2 separate regions of the Capra hircus genome follow, and region 1 is linked to region 2. The links are chromatin contacts, called in public Hi-C maps. All regions are on one chromosome and are shown on one strand. Each heading gives the region's core, a stretch centred on a gene start, on an enhancer-like site or on the middle of the called end of the contact. The rest is flanking DNA. Distances are from core to core; before and after follow the strand shown. Region 1 overlaps TBC1D1 (TBC1 domain family member 1). Region 2 overlaps TBC1D1 (TBC1 domain family member 1).

Evidence for each region. Hi-C and Micro-C count contacts between places; a contact is called where the count stands out from the background.
Region 1: a contact with region 2 is called in a Hi-C map of blood, with 1.7 times the contacts expected there. The contact joins two enhancer-like sites. A contact is called at or near these places in 2 of 5 Hi-C or Micro-C datasets (both in blood).

The regions. Positions count from the first base shown.
Region 1 is chr6:57,883,723-57,887,255 of ARS1.2, reverse strand. It overlaps TBC1D1 (TBC1 domain family member 1), which reads right to left. Exons shown (of 20, transcript XM_018049370.1): 3 at 2,509-2,964; 4 at 512-601. Among named protein-coding and RNA genes, the nearest start is that of TBC1D1, 110 kb to the right of the region's middle. Within about 2 kb of position 1,920, at least 1 of the 5 cell types and tissues checked has an H3K27ac peak or open chromatin away from gene starts, as enhancers often do.
Region 2 is chr6:57,815,600-57,819,160 of ARS1.2, reverse strand. The region is part of intron 2 of TBC1D1 (TBC1 domain family member 1); the gene reads right to left. Among named protein-coding and RNA genes, the nearest start is that of TBC1D1, 44 kb to the right of the region's middle. Within about 2 kb of position 1,265, at least 1 of the 5 cell types and tissues checked has an H3K27ac peak or open chromatin away from gene starts, as enhancers often do.

The sequences.
Region 1 (3,533 bases), core at 671-3,170, 67 kb before region 2:
GATTCTCCAAATCTCTCTATGAAACACACCCAGGAGATTTTCAGGAAACAACTCAAGTAGACACTACTCTAAGGAAAACATCCTCAAAGGTACTCATTACTTATTATATTTTAAGGAAGAGAAATAATGATCTTGGTATCCCCAAAGTCATGAATTTTTAGAAAGTAAAAATAAGTACTTTAAAAAATATATTAGTGTGTATGAGTATATATATAAATATGCATACAGACACACATACATGCACATACACCTGGAAATCAGGACTGCCAATGACTGGGAAAAAAAGAAAAGGAAACGTACTTTCTCCAGTAAGTTATGGTTGCTAAAAGCAAAATTTTTAACATTCAAGTTATATTTTGCCTTAATACACAGAAGGAAATGCAAGATCACAAACCCAGCACTTAGAAAGCATACATCTTGTGACCTTAGCCACTTCGGTTGAATGACAAACAGTAAAATAATTCATTAAAAAATTCAACTGCAGTTGAGCTGATAACCCATGTTCATTTACCTGAGAGCAAAAGGATATCTCCTTAAAATTTTTCTGCAACGCTATTTTTTTGGTGTCAGGACTGATGAGGTAAACTTCAGATTGACCAATCTTAAAAGACAAAGAAAGAAAGAAACTAGCTTTGCATGAACACTGAATTCAGATTTATTATACAAACTTTCTCATTTCATGACCTAGGAAAATAAAGAATCAATGGCTCAAGCTCCTGTTTAACAGTGACCATATCATGTAGAAGACCACTTCCAGGGCACACTCTACTCTACGGGCTTTGGGTAGGAGATAACCGTCAAGGTGTTCACCTTCGTCAGGCAGCTGTCTTGAGATGAAAGGACCAAATACCTCATAGTCAGTCACAAAGCCTCAGGTTCCCACAGCTCCCCTTTGTGAAAGAGAGGTTTTCTACATAAGCGACTCTCCAAGGATACAGGAGCTTCTCTTTTAAAATTTCCAGGACACTTTCTAATGATCAGAAAAATCTTAAATTATTGTTAAAAAATCTACCATTTGTTGAGTACATACTGTGTTAGATACTCACTCCTGCTTACCTGACTTCCTAAAAAAGTTAACAGTGTGAGCACAAACTAACATTGTCTTACAGACGAGGGTCAGCCTAACAGATCTCCGTTAGGACAGAGGACTGTCGCAATAACCACATAGTTAACCGTGCAGCTCCCCTCCTTCCCCTGCTGTTCCCTGAACCCAGGATGCTCCTCTAGCTGGCCACAGTGACACTTCTGCTCAGTGAAAATCACTGCCTTCAGAAAGCCCTGATTCCCCAGAAGCCCTCACAGCCTCCTTCGCAGCATTTATCACAATTTTAGTGAGACAATTACTCATACAATCAGTTGTCAGTCTCTCACTGGAATCTAAATTTCACGTGGGCAGAGATCATGCCTGTCCTGTCCATTGCTGTATTTCTAGCATGCTGCAAGGGACCCTGTAGATAGCATTTACACAATAAATACTTGAAAATAAATGTACTAAGCAGCTTTCCCAATGATACCAAGAGGTGTTGGTGGGGTTCTTTTTTTTTTTTTAATACAGACCACACATTACAACACCAGTCTGACTGCCAACGTAGCACTCTTTTCAGTATATTAGGTCAACCATGAAAAGAGGAAGAAATCGGCCCTCTGACACTCCATCTCGATTTCGACCCTGTATATCTCCACAGCCAGCTTCCTCATCACTTGGCCCGGAGTTAGGCATGGAAACGTTATATTTAAGCACACCTTCCTCTCTCCCTAGACTCTCAGTCAGCCTTAGGCCAAAGAAGAGACAGAGGAGGCTGAGAACAATCTCCTTCCCATACTGCAGAGGCTAACTCACTAGGAAACCAGCTGAGTCCTATCAGTTCAGACCCAGAGAACTCCTAGGACAGCAACCTTTCCAGAACAGCTGGGATCAGCCCGGACCGAGGAGCCTCAACTGCCAGGACAGCCTCCTGCCCATGCCTTTTCTGGCATTTGGCTCACTGTCAGTTTATCAAACCATTTCTAGAAAAGAGTAAGCAGCTGGCTAAACTAATACTGTAGTTTGGGTATCAATTTCAAATATCAGTTATCCCCAATTACCCAGGTAACAAAGTGTAAGTAGTTTAACAAATTTATAAAAATAGTAAAGGGGTATTTTCCAAAAAAATTTTGCTGAAATATATTACTTGAAATATGTTTAAAAAAAAAAAAAAACCCTTTTGGAGCCTCTTTTACACACATTAATTGATTGTTCCACATTGAAAAGATGTCTTCACCATCATGTGGGAGGCAGATAAAAATCATACAGGATGTAAGATAGATTCTGTTTGTTACCCCCTAATGGGGGTAATGGGGACTAAATAAGGATTCTATCCTGATAAAAGAATTATTCAGAATAAAAATATATGGATTCACACATAAATCCAAAAGCAATTCACAGATAATCTTCGTTCAACTAAGCAGATTTTCTTTTGAACACACAGACCAGACTGGGGATGTGCAGGAGGCTTGATAATATTTTACCGTGAAGAGCATAGTTCGATTTTCCTCAATATCTGTCGGCTGCACAATATTGTGTCCACTAATCAGGTGGTTCTCGATGTCGCTCTCCTCAAAAGAGCTGAAGAAACTACTACTCCGCAGCCCTGCATCCTGAAACTCCTTTCGGAAGGCCAAGGAGCGCAGCCCGGGCTGCGAGAAGGACTTGCGCATCGGCCGCGGGCCCCGCTCCCCATCCCCCGGTGGCTGCGGTGCAGACCGGAACTGATCCGAGGAGAAGCCGCCGCTCACGTGACTGAAGCCTTCGATGCACTCATCGATCAGGGCGGGTGGAGCCTTCCTGTGCGCCACGGCCACGCGGCCGCAGAACAGCACCTCGAACTTCTTGGCGAATGTGTCATCGAACTCCGAAGGGCAGCGGAGCTCCTCCTGGCGGGCGATCTTCCCAGCCTGCCGGATGGAACTGATGATCTCAGGCACCTGCGGGGAAAGGAAGGAATGTCATTTGGAACCTGCTGTGGTTGGGCTTCCCTGGTAGCTCAGCTGGAAAAGAATACGCCTGTAATGCAGGAGACCCGGTTCGATCCCTGGGTTGGGCGGATACCCTGGAGAAGGAAATGGCTACCCACTCCAGTATTCTTGCTTGGAGAATCCCATGGACAGAGGAGCCTGGCAGGCTACACACATACGTGGGGTAGCAAAGAGTCGGACAGGATTGAGTGACTAAGCCCAGCCCAGCACAGTGGTTGGGACGCACAGGGCCCGCATCCACAGGAGCCACGTCATGCTGCCCACATCGGTACACTGCGTATTTCATCACATGGGGCCAAAGGAGAAGCCCACAGAGTTCCGGACCAGGAGAGGGAAAGGCACAACTTTCACAGAGAGGAGGAGAGCAGTATTTATTAAGCATCCATTACATGCTGGGGATACACTAGGGGACTCATGTGCCTGCAAGCTTAAGTGATAAGTCCACAGACACAGCAAGTTAAATCCAGGCTGGTCCCCCTACTCCAGAGCCAAAGGTCTTCTCTGAGAAGCTGTCACTC
Region 2 (3,561 bases), core at 16-2,515:
CCAAGTAAAAAATATCTGACTATAAGCTTTACCTGTAAATTCTAAGCAACCAGTAATAATGATTAAGTCCAACCCTGTACAGTTTAAGAAACAATTCTGATCCAAGAAGTCTCTTGAAGAAGAACCTATTTCCAACTGATAAGTGTGGCTGTATCTTGGTGTAGAGTGTGGATTGGGAAGTAGAGGGACTTAACACTTTATACTTTACCCATATCTGAATTAATTGAAATTTTATAATTAGCATTTATTATAATTAAATGTTTTAAATGAAAAAATACTTTCCTTGGTTCTGAATTTTTTTCTCCAGCCCTCCCATACTGGACATAAACCATTGTTAGGTTGCCTAGCATCAAATGACTGTCTTATTTAGGGAGAAATTCTCAAATAGGTGGCAGTATGGCCCCCTCTGCTGACGGGGGACAAATATTCACACTCTCTCCCTTTGTGGCAATCAACGCTGGCTCTGCCAGACAACCACGTGTTCATTCCTGTCTGGGATCTGAACTTCGAAGGGGTAAACTCAGGTCATACGGTCAGCGAGATCGGACTCACAAGGAGGGCAGTGTCACTGGAGTCCAGTGGGGCCACAACTCACAGCCAGTGGTGGGAGTGTGGAAGACACTGGCGTCTGGTAGCAGGGGTGTCAGAGTGGTGTCCTTAGCAAGCATTCCTGTGCTACAACCTCGGCCATGGTTCCGCCTGCCTGGCTCCCCTTGGTTGCTGCTCATTTGTGAGGCTGGATTATCTTGGTCTTTATGTTGATTCTGAGAACTACTTATATCCTTTCAATAAGTTCTTTTCCTGCTTATGTCAGCCAGGGTTGATTCCTGGAGCCAAGAATTGTGACCCAGAATTTGTCCATTCATTCAGCCAATAAAGTGTTTTATTTTTCCTTTTTTTTTTTTGGTCATGCCGCACAGCTTGTGAGATCTTAGTTGCCAGACCAGGGACCAAACCCGTGCCCCCTGCAGTGGAAGAGTGGAGCCCTAACCATTAGACCATCAGGGAAGTTCCCCAACAAAGTATTTAACTGCCTCATATGTGCCCAATACTGTTCTAGGCACAGGGATTCTGCTGTGAACAAAATTAAAATCCGTTCACTCGAAGAGGTTATAGCCCAGACGATCTCATTTCTTCCTGGCCCTGACCTTCCTTTGCCTTTCTCTGGAAGCCTGTTTTAATTTGATACTACCCCTCTAGCCCTAAGCCAAGCCAAGCTGAGCTGGTTTTTCTCAGTTTCCCTTGACATTAAGAAGCAAGGACATTTTCATGTCCTCCTGGCCTTGCTCTTGAGTTCAGGCCAGAACTATGGTTTTGACACCACGCACAGTCATTCATGGTCATTTCATAAGCATCTGCCAGCACCTAGACTATTTGAGACACTCTGCTAGGAGTTGAGTCACAATGTTGAAGCAGTCACTGCCCTCAGAGATATTACAATGAGGCAGCAAAGACAAACAACAGACATTTAAGGAAGCTATAAAGGGTGATGGGCGCCAGGGAAAAGAAAGCATGCTGCCCCAGAATATACAACAGAAACACCTTATCTGCTGTAGGAGGCAGCCAGGGAAGGCTTCCTGGGGAAGTGAGTTTTAAGCTGAGACACGAGGGATGATTTAAAGTCAGACAGCTGAAGAGGATAGAGAGCAGAATAGTCAGAAGGAACAACAGGGACTTCCCTGGGCTAAGACCCCACCCTCCCAATGCAGGGAGCAAGGGTTCAATTCCTGGTCAGGGAGCTAGATACCACATGCTGCAAGTAAGACCTGATGCGGCCAAATAAATTAATAATTCTTAAAAAGAAGGAACAACCAGAAGCAAGAGAGGGCGCAGCATGCAGAGAAAATGGAAGGACTTCAGTATGGTGGGGGCAAGAAACATAGGCACTTGTGAGGGAGGGACAGTGGTTAAGGTGAGGCTGGAGAGGCAGATAAAGAGCCTTATTGGCACTCCATAGCTTAATTCTCAGAATAATCAGAAGCCATCTGCTGACGAGCTCAAGCAGAGGTGGCAACAGAAGGGTGTATTGTTGGTTCTGCAAATTAGAAAGATCACCGCATGTCAGGTGGAATGAACTGGGGAGGGGAAATACAGAGACATCAGGATTATTTTAGAGCTCACCAAGAGGTAAAGAATCTGCCTGCCAGTGAAGGAGAAGCAGGAGATGCCAGTTCGGTCCATGGGCTGGGAAGATCCCCTGGAGAAGGAAATGGCAACCTGCTCCAGTATCATTGCCTGGAAAATTCCATGGACAGAGATCCTGGTGGGCTATAGTCCACGGGGTCTCAAAGAGTCAGAAACGACTGAGTGACTGAGCATGCATATAAGAACTAGTAGAGGCAAGGAAATGAAGAGAAGCAGCAATAGTCAAGACATGTATTGGGTACAATCAAAAAGACTTTCTGAGTGGTGGGTGGGTATGAGGTGAATACGGAGAGAGAGAAGTCACAGATGACCCCCAGGTGTCTGATTTGCATAACCAGGTGGACAGGAGGCCTTCAACCAAAAACAAGCAAAATGCTGAAGAGGAAAATGACTTTAGTTTGCTTGTTCATGTTCAGTTTAAAGTGACCAAGGAGAACTGCCTGATTGGCAGCTACAGATGTGGGCCTAGATTTCTGTGCAGAGATATGAGATAGAGGATGGGAGCTAGGATCACATGGGCAATGACTGAGGTCTGGGAGTAGTGAGATGCCCCTGCGGTTGATATAGTCACGAGGTAGGCTGTGTTATTCTTATAAAGATTCATCGCCCATTCCTGGGGGGAAGATTCAACTTTGCTACCTTGCTGTTGCCACATGACTTGTTTTGACCAAAGATATGCAAGTGGAAATGACATGGATCACCTCCTTCTGTACAGAAAGCTGACCTTTAAGGTCAGCGCAGCGTTCTCCCTGGGGCTTCCCAGGTGGCGCTGGTGGTAAAGAACCCGCCTGCCAATGCAGGAGACAGAGGAGACCTGAGTTCTATTCCAGGGTCCAGAACATTCCCTGGAGGATGGCATGGCAACCCACTCCAGTATCCTTGCCTGGAAAATACCATGGATGGAAGAGCCTTGTGGGCTGCAGTCCATATCGTCACATAGAGTCAGATGCGACTGAAGCGAAGGGTTCGCCATAGTTTTCTATGGAGTTTTCTATCTGCTATGATGAGCAGCAACATTCCAGAGAGAGGCTGCATGGTCAGCCTGGACCTCAGAATAAAGATTTCGAATAACCAAGTGATAGGCAATTCATAATGAATACATAGCTAGAACAAGAAATGTGTTGTTATAAGGCACCGAGATTTGTTTGTTACTGCAACAAAACCAAACCTACTCTGACTGATACAGGTGGAAAGAGAAGCAGGTCTATGGCAGAAACCTGCAGAAAAGCAACATTTATCAGCCGATAAAGTGGAGCCTCCAGAGAAAGCCCACTCCTGCCCTAGCTTCTGACTCACAGAAACCTCTGCAAATTAACTCTTGCATTCACCTCTGGCTTACCTTGATTTTGGTCTTTGGCCTGGGGGTCACCTGGGCAGCCTGATGTACATTTGCTCCTGGCACAGGCCCAGGGACAC